2 separate regions of the Pan troglodytes genome follow, and region 1 is linked to region 2. The links are chromatin contacts, called in public Hi-C maps. All regions are on one chromosome and are shown on one strand. Each heading gives the region's core, a stretch centred on a gene start, on an enhancer-like site or on the middle of the called end of the contact. The rest is flanking DNA. Distances are from core to core; before and after follow the strand shown. Region 1 holds the start of NCOA3 (nuclear receptor coactivator 3). Region 2 overlaps ZMYND8 (zinc finger MYND-type containing 8).

What was found. A called contact is a pair of places that touch in the nucleus more often than the background predicts.
Region 1: a contact with region 2 is called in a Hi-C map of stem cell-derived neural progenitor cells, with 3 times the contacts expected there. The contact joins the promoter of NCOA3 here to the enhancer-like site in region 2. A contact is called at or near these places in 1 of 7 Hi-C or Micro-C datasets (stem cell-derived neural progenitor cells) and 1 of 1 datasets of contacts at active chromatin or transcription factors (stem cell-derived excitatory neurons).

Annotation. Positions count from the first base shown.
Region 1 is chr21:53,766,344-53,769,440 of NHGRI_mPanTro3-v2.0_pri, forward strand. NCOA3 (nuclear receptor coactivator 3) reads left to right here and starts at 1,611. Exons shown (of 23, transcript XM_016938072.4): 1 at 1,611-1,802.
Region 2 is chr21:53,518,453-53,521,872 of NHGRI_mPanTro3-v2.0_pri, forward strand. All of the region lies in intron 12 of ZMYND8 (zinc finger MYND-type containing 8), which reads right to left. Among named protein-coding and RNA genes, the nearest start is that of ZMYND8, 110 kb to the right of the region's middle. Within about 2 kb of position 1,944, at least 7 of the 24 cell types and tissues checked have an H3K27ac peak or open chromatin away from gene starts, as enhancers often do. A contact at or near this core is called in stem cell-derived neural progenitor cells, where this site is marked.

The DNA of each region.
Region 1 (3,097 bases), core at 361-2,860, 250 kb after region 2:
GCCTCCTGAGTAGCTGGGATTACAGGCATGTGCTACCATGCCCAGCTAATTATGTATTTTTAGTAGTGACGGGGTTTCTCCATATTGGTCAGGCTGGTCTTGAACTCCCGACCTCAGGTGATCTGCCTGCCTTGGCCTCCCAAAGTGCTGGGATTACAGGCGTGAGTCACCGCGCCCAGCCAAAATGAGATATTTTAAATAACATAAGTAAACAGAAATATATCGTGATTTTAATGATAATTCATGCTCTGAAAATAAATGAAGAAAGGAATAGGAGTAGGGAAAGCTGGGATCAGAGTGGGCAGGAAGTTAAAATAGAGCAGTTAGGGAAAGCCTCACTGAATAAGTGACATTTGGACAATGACCATGGGGAGATTAGGGAATGGGTTATTTGAATTTTCTGGGAAAATACTGTTCTAGGCAGAGGAAATAGCAAGTGCACGATCTTTAAGGCCAGAGTGTGCTAAGCACGTTGGAGAGGCCGAGTCCATTGTAGCCGAGTTACAGAAGTGAGTGGAAGAGAAGAAGGTGATGAGTTTAGAGAGGGAAGGGGAGGGCAAGAGACGGGCTGTATGGGGCTTTGCAGGTTACTGCAAGAATTTTGCAGGAGGGACATAGACTGACTTGGTTCTTACCAGGATCCCTCTGGCTGCTGTGTTGAGTATAGACTGTAAGGGGAAAGAGTGGAAGCAGGCAGAACACTGAGGAGGCTGTTGCAGTGGTCCAGGTGGGAAATGAGGTGCTGACCGTGGAGGTGGTAAGTGGTCAGATTATTCTATTTTATTTACACTCAACACATCTAATACTGACTCAATATTATCTAACATACAGTCCACATTGAAATTGCCCCCCAAATTCTTTTTACATAAATAAACATCCTGAATCCAATCAAGTCTCACCTATTGCTTTTGGTTTTCACCTCTTTCATGCTGTCATATTTTAAAAGACTCCAGGCTAGATGTTGTGTAGAATGTCCCACATTCTGAATTCGTTTATTTTTTCAGGTAAGCTTTTTGTGTGTGTGTATGTGGCAAGAATGCGACAGAGGTAGCAATATGCTTTCCCCACTGCATCATATTAGGAGACACATAACAACAGTCCTGACCCATTATTGGTGGTGCTAAGTTCGATCACTTGGTAAGGGGCACCCGTTGTAAAGCAAGCTGTTCTTTATTGTAAGTCATAAATACGCTGTGGGATGATACTTCGGGACTAAATATACCCTGAATATACTGCTGCCCAACAACATTTCACCCAGTGACTTTAGCAGCTAAGGAACAGCCTCGTGGCTTCCGACCTTGTGCCTCAGTTCGCTCATCTGAAAAATGAGGATGATCATGGTCCCTACCGGATGCTTGTTTTGAGGATCCGTGCTTGGCATACCAGAAACGCTCCACAAATGTTAGGTATTACTGGACGAAGGCAAATATGAAAAAAATTAAGGGCAGGGCTAGGACTGCATTCCGGTTCTCCGGATCCCGAGGGAGCTCCCAGTTGATGCTGGGCGAAAGCGGCCGCACGAGCCCATGTCGCCACGCCCTCCGCCGCGGAAGCCAGGGTGGGGGGCGCTGGAACCCTAGGCCGGCCGCGCAAGGCCCCCTGGGACCGGTAGTGCTGGGCGTGGCCTCGGGACTACATATCCCAGTGGCCCCCCGTGCGGCGACTTCAGCTGCTGCTGCCTCAGCCGCTCCACAGCGACGGCGGCGGCTGCGGCTTAGTCGGTGGCGGCGGCGGCGGCGGCTGCGGGCTGAGCGGCGAGTTTCCGATTTAAAGCTGAGCTGCGAGGAAAATGGCGGCGGGAGGTGAGTGGAGATAAAGGAGGAGGCGGTGGCGGGCGAGGGGGTGGAGTGCGAGGCGGAGGGAAGAGGGGCGAGTTCCCCAGGCTGCGAGAGCCAGCGGCTTCAGATCTGCCAAGGCACTGAGGGGCGCGCCGGCCGGGGGACGCGCTGAGGTAGTTTCGGGGTGTCGGGGCCGCGCCGCTTCCCCTCAGCCCGGGGGGCGGCCCGCGGCGGTCGGAGCTGAGACGAAGCTGGGTGGCAGTCCGCTTGGGGATCCGAGAGGGTCCCCGCGCGGAGGGGTCACCCGAGGAGTTTGCGGGGGGACTGCAGGGGCCCACTTTCCCCTTCTGTCCCTAAAGTTTTTTCTTCCTCTTGCCTCCCCCAGCCCTTTTGAAAGCTCCCCGCGTCCTCCTCCTGCTGCCCCGGCTCCTTAGCAGCTACTGGGACGCACGGGAGGGAAAAGCCGCGGGGACCCCCCCCCACCCCAGCCTCCCAGCCGGGTGAGATTTGGTTGCTGTGTTTCCTCCTCACTTGGGCATTTAAAAAATATTTTAACACGAATTGTCCGCGGAATTTTCATGTTGGGCTCGGGTAGGTTCTTAGTTTTCTCGGTAAAAAGGCGTTTTACTACCTCTGGTGTGAAGGCTGGGAAATGGGAAGTGGGAAGTTGGTTGATTAAATTTGGGGTTTGGCTGTCTTTATTACTACTTTTTTTTTTTTTTTTTTGCTCTCCCTATCTCTCATTTTATGAACATCGACCCAGTTCGTCACGGTTTAAATAAACTGCTTGTCTTGTACCTGCCTTAACAAAACTAGCCATGGGTCGTTGGGAGACTTAGTTGCTTCCTAAGCAGTTTGAGGGCATCTAGGGTGGAAAAGTTAACCGAGAGAGCGAGCATCTACCTCACTAGCAGGATCTGGGATTCCCAAATGGAATGACACGGAAGCTATGAGATTCTCTCGAAGTCGAAACTTTTTTCCCCCTCCCGAATGCGAAGACTTCCTTTTTGCAGTATTTGAGCAGGGCTTCAAAACCAACCTGTTTTTGTTATTAAGCCTGTACGGTAAAGAAACAGGAAGGAGAGTACCAGCTGTCTTGCTGCAGTGGTTTTAAATGGAGTTGAATGAGATGCGTGAGAGTGGTGGTAGTATTGAGTAAGATTGCTGCATCTCTTTGATTTAAATGCCTGGCCTCGGATCCACCTAACTGATCCCTGGCTGCAAAAAAGCTTCAGTATTTGTTGCAGCAGGTTGTTGAGAAGGTGATTGGAGGAATAAAAATCCTAGGTCTTCAGCGAATGCTGCACAAACGAAAATGT
Region 2 (3,420 bases), core at 694-3,193:
CTCTGTGAAATAAGAGGAGATGGGATCATCAGAGAAAGCAAACAGGAGTCTGGAAGAAGAAAAGGACCGGGCCCACCTCTTCTCTTCTAGTCTCAGAAACTCATTCCTATTTATGACTTATTTATAATCACTGCTGAGTCATACAGGGGGCTCGTAATAATCCACTGGGCTCAGCTCCTTGTTTTTTAGTGAGGAGAGGAGAGGCCCCAGACAGCAAATGAGGGGAAACAGTGAATTAGCAACCTGGGCAAGAACCAGGTCTCTGTACAAACCTTCCCATCTTATACCATATAGTCATATACCATACACACACACAAATACCATATACTCATTACACATATACATATACTCATATGCCATATACACAAATACACATACACTCACCATATACACACATACATACACACAAATACCATACACTCACATAGCATATACACATTTACCATATACTCATATGCCATACACACACAAATATATACCCATATACTATATGCTCACCATATACACACATGCAAATACAACACACACATACATACTTATATACCATACACACACATACATATACTCACATATACCCAATATACACACATACCCATATACCATATACTCATCATATACCATACACACATACATATACTCAAATATACCCAATATACCCATATACTCTCATACCATATACACACATACATATACTCATACCATATACCCAATATACATACATATACCATATACACACATACATATACTAAAATGCCATATACTTATATACCATATATTCTTAATTATAGTGTAACAGTATAATATAATTACAGTATAGTATAAATAAAAACTGACAACCTATGGACTATTTTTGTATTGTTGGTTGTATGTGTTTGTCTGGCCCAAATAGAGTTTTGGGGTTTTGTTTTTGTTTTTGTACCACAGGGTCTCACTCTCTCACCCAGGCTGGAGTGCAGTGATGCAATCATAGCTCACTGCAACCTTGAACTCCTGGGCTCAAGCAATCCTCCTGCCTCAGCCTCCCAACGTGCGAGAATTACAGACATAAGCCACCAAGCCTAGCCAGTTTTTGTTTTTAATGAAATTGATTGTCAGCTTTTAAAAACTAGGAGAGTTCCTGTAATAATCTAGAGTTCTGTTTTTCTTGACAATTCAGTCCGACAATATGGGTTAAGCTGGCAAGAGCCACATCCTTTACAAATTTCAAAACTTCACCTTACCCCCTGACCCCCAAAAAAGCTGACGTATCCAATAGGCACAGGAGACATTCAGGTATCTCAGCTAAGAGCTCAAGTTTTGCAGCAGACAGGCCTGGGCCTGAAGGCCAAACTCTACCACAAACCATGGTGGATCCTTGGGTAGGTAACTTGCTTCTCTGTGCCCCAGTTTACACTTCTGTGAAACAGAGATATTACCTACTTTAAAGGTTGTTGTAATTTTTAAAAAGTTTTAATTTACAGACAGCAAAAATCACTTTTGGGAGAATACAGTCCTATGAGTCGTAACACCTGCATAGATTCCTGTAACCACCACCACAACCAAAACACAGAGCAGGTCCATCTCCCGAAGAGTTCCCTCCCAATGTGTAGGCAAACCCTCCTGCACTCCAACCCCCAGCTATCACTCATCTGTTCCCCATCTCTGTAATTCTGCCTTTTCTGATATATTTTTTAAGGAAATCCTGTTTTGTTAGCTACAATAACCTCATCATTATCCAGGGTGCTCCCTTTCATTGTCCCTGTCTGCGGAAAGTCGTTCCACGGCTGACAGACAGAATCAAGCCCTATAAAGCATTTGTTCAGTCCCTGGGCAGTCACTGGAGAATTCCTTAACATTGCCCTGCTTGTTCTGATCTCCTCCCCACCCACGGCACTTCCATCGGTCCCTAGCTGATCCTCTTCCCGTTAGGTCATTGCAATCCCAGCCCACAAAACGCCCACATTCCCAATGCTCTTGTTCCTGCTGACGAAGATAAGAAATGTGTCCTGAACCGGAAGAGCTGCCAGGGGAGACACAAGAGGGCCTCGGTTCCCCTGGTGCCCACCCACCACCATGCCCACCCACCAAGACACACGACAGGAAGAAACCTTTCACTCCCACAACAGATCAAGCCAAACTGAAAGACCCACAGTGTCACGAGGAAGCCCAATGACCACCCAGTTTCAGCAAAGAGCTATTCTTGACAAGCATGACTGGCAGAGAGGAAATGTCACCGTGAGAACGCCTCCAAACAGCATTTCTTTTCGGGGTGTGGAGGTGGAAGGAGGGTGTGAGAAAGCAAACCACAGATTTGGGAACAATGAATGTTCCCAAGGAAGCACGTGTGTCCCTTTTCACTCAAGTGAGGAACCAACTGGTTGGTCTGAATGGGAGCCCCGAAAGCAACTGCCCTGACCATCCTATTACATCAGGGCTGTACTCACAGGTGAGCCAGGATTGGAGCCAGGCTGTGCTCCAGCCCTGCTGCCTCTGGGATCCTGGGCACCCCATGCCTCCTCTCCAGACCTCCCTCAGTTTCTCCATCTGAAAATGGCACTGTAGGACAAGATGGACCTGGAGGGCGCCAACCACCAAAGGCATGGAATTCACACATAAGCGTCACTGGGCACAGGCGGCCGCCCTCTCTTTCTGAAACCCCCATACTGGAGGCTCCAGGGCAACACACTCCCCTGGTGTGGCTACTCCACCCCTTGCTTCTCCTCCTCAACCAGAACTCCACATCCTCAATGTCCCAGGGGCCTCACTCCTGCTCAATGCTCTACCCCTGACTCGCAACCTCAGTAAGCCAATGGGGCTGGAGTCTTTGTTGAGTGAGGCTGTCCTATGCACTGGGGCATGTTTAGTGCAACTCTGGCCACCAATCATTAGATGCCAGCAGTGTCCCCATCACCCCCTCAAAGTCATTTCGAGAACTACCACCCTAACCCAATCCCACGTACACGTCAAGATTCCCAGAATTACACCTCCTGCCTGAACCTGGCCACAGGGCACCCTAATTCCTGCCTCCAGCTGCCCTATTGACCTCTTCACCTAGGGGTGTTAACAGCTGCTCAAATTTACGTAATCTAAACTGGACCCTTGGCTTCTCCTGCCATACCCAGATCTGTCAGCACAATTACTGACACAATCTAGAAATTCTCTGTTGGGGGCCTGTTCTACATTTTGTAGGATGTTCGGTGGTATCTCCCTGGCCTCCCTCCATTAGGTGCCAGGAGCACCCCAACCCCAGGTGTGACAACCAAAAATGTCTCCAAACATTGCCAGGGGGTGGGGAAGTGTTACAAAATTGCCCCCAGATGAGAATGGTTGACTGATATGGACTATTTGAAACACAGCACCGAGGGCTTCTTCTGAGATGTGAAGTCCATTCACATCCCTCCTGCGCTGAACCCTCCATCCACACCAGGGTCTACAAGGCCC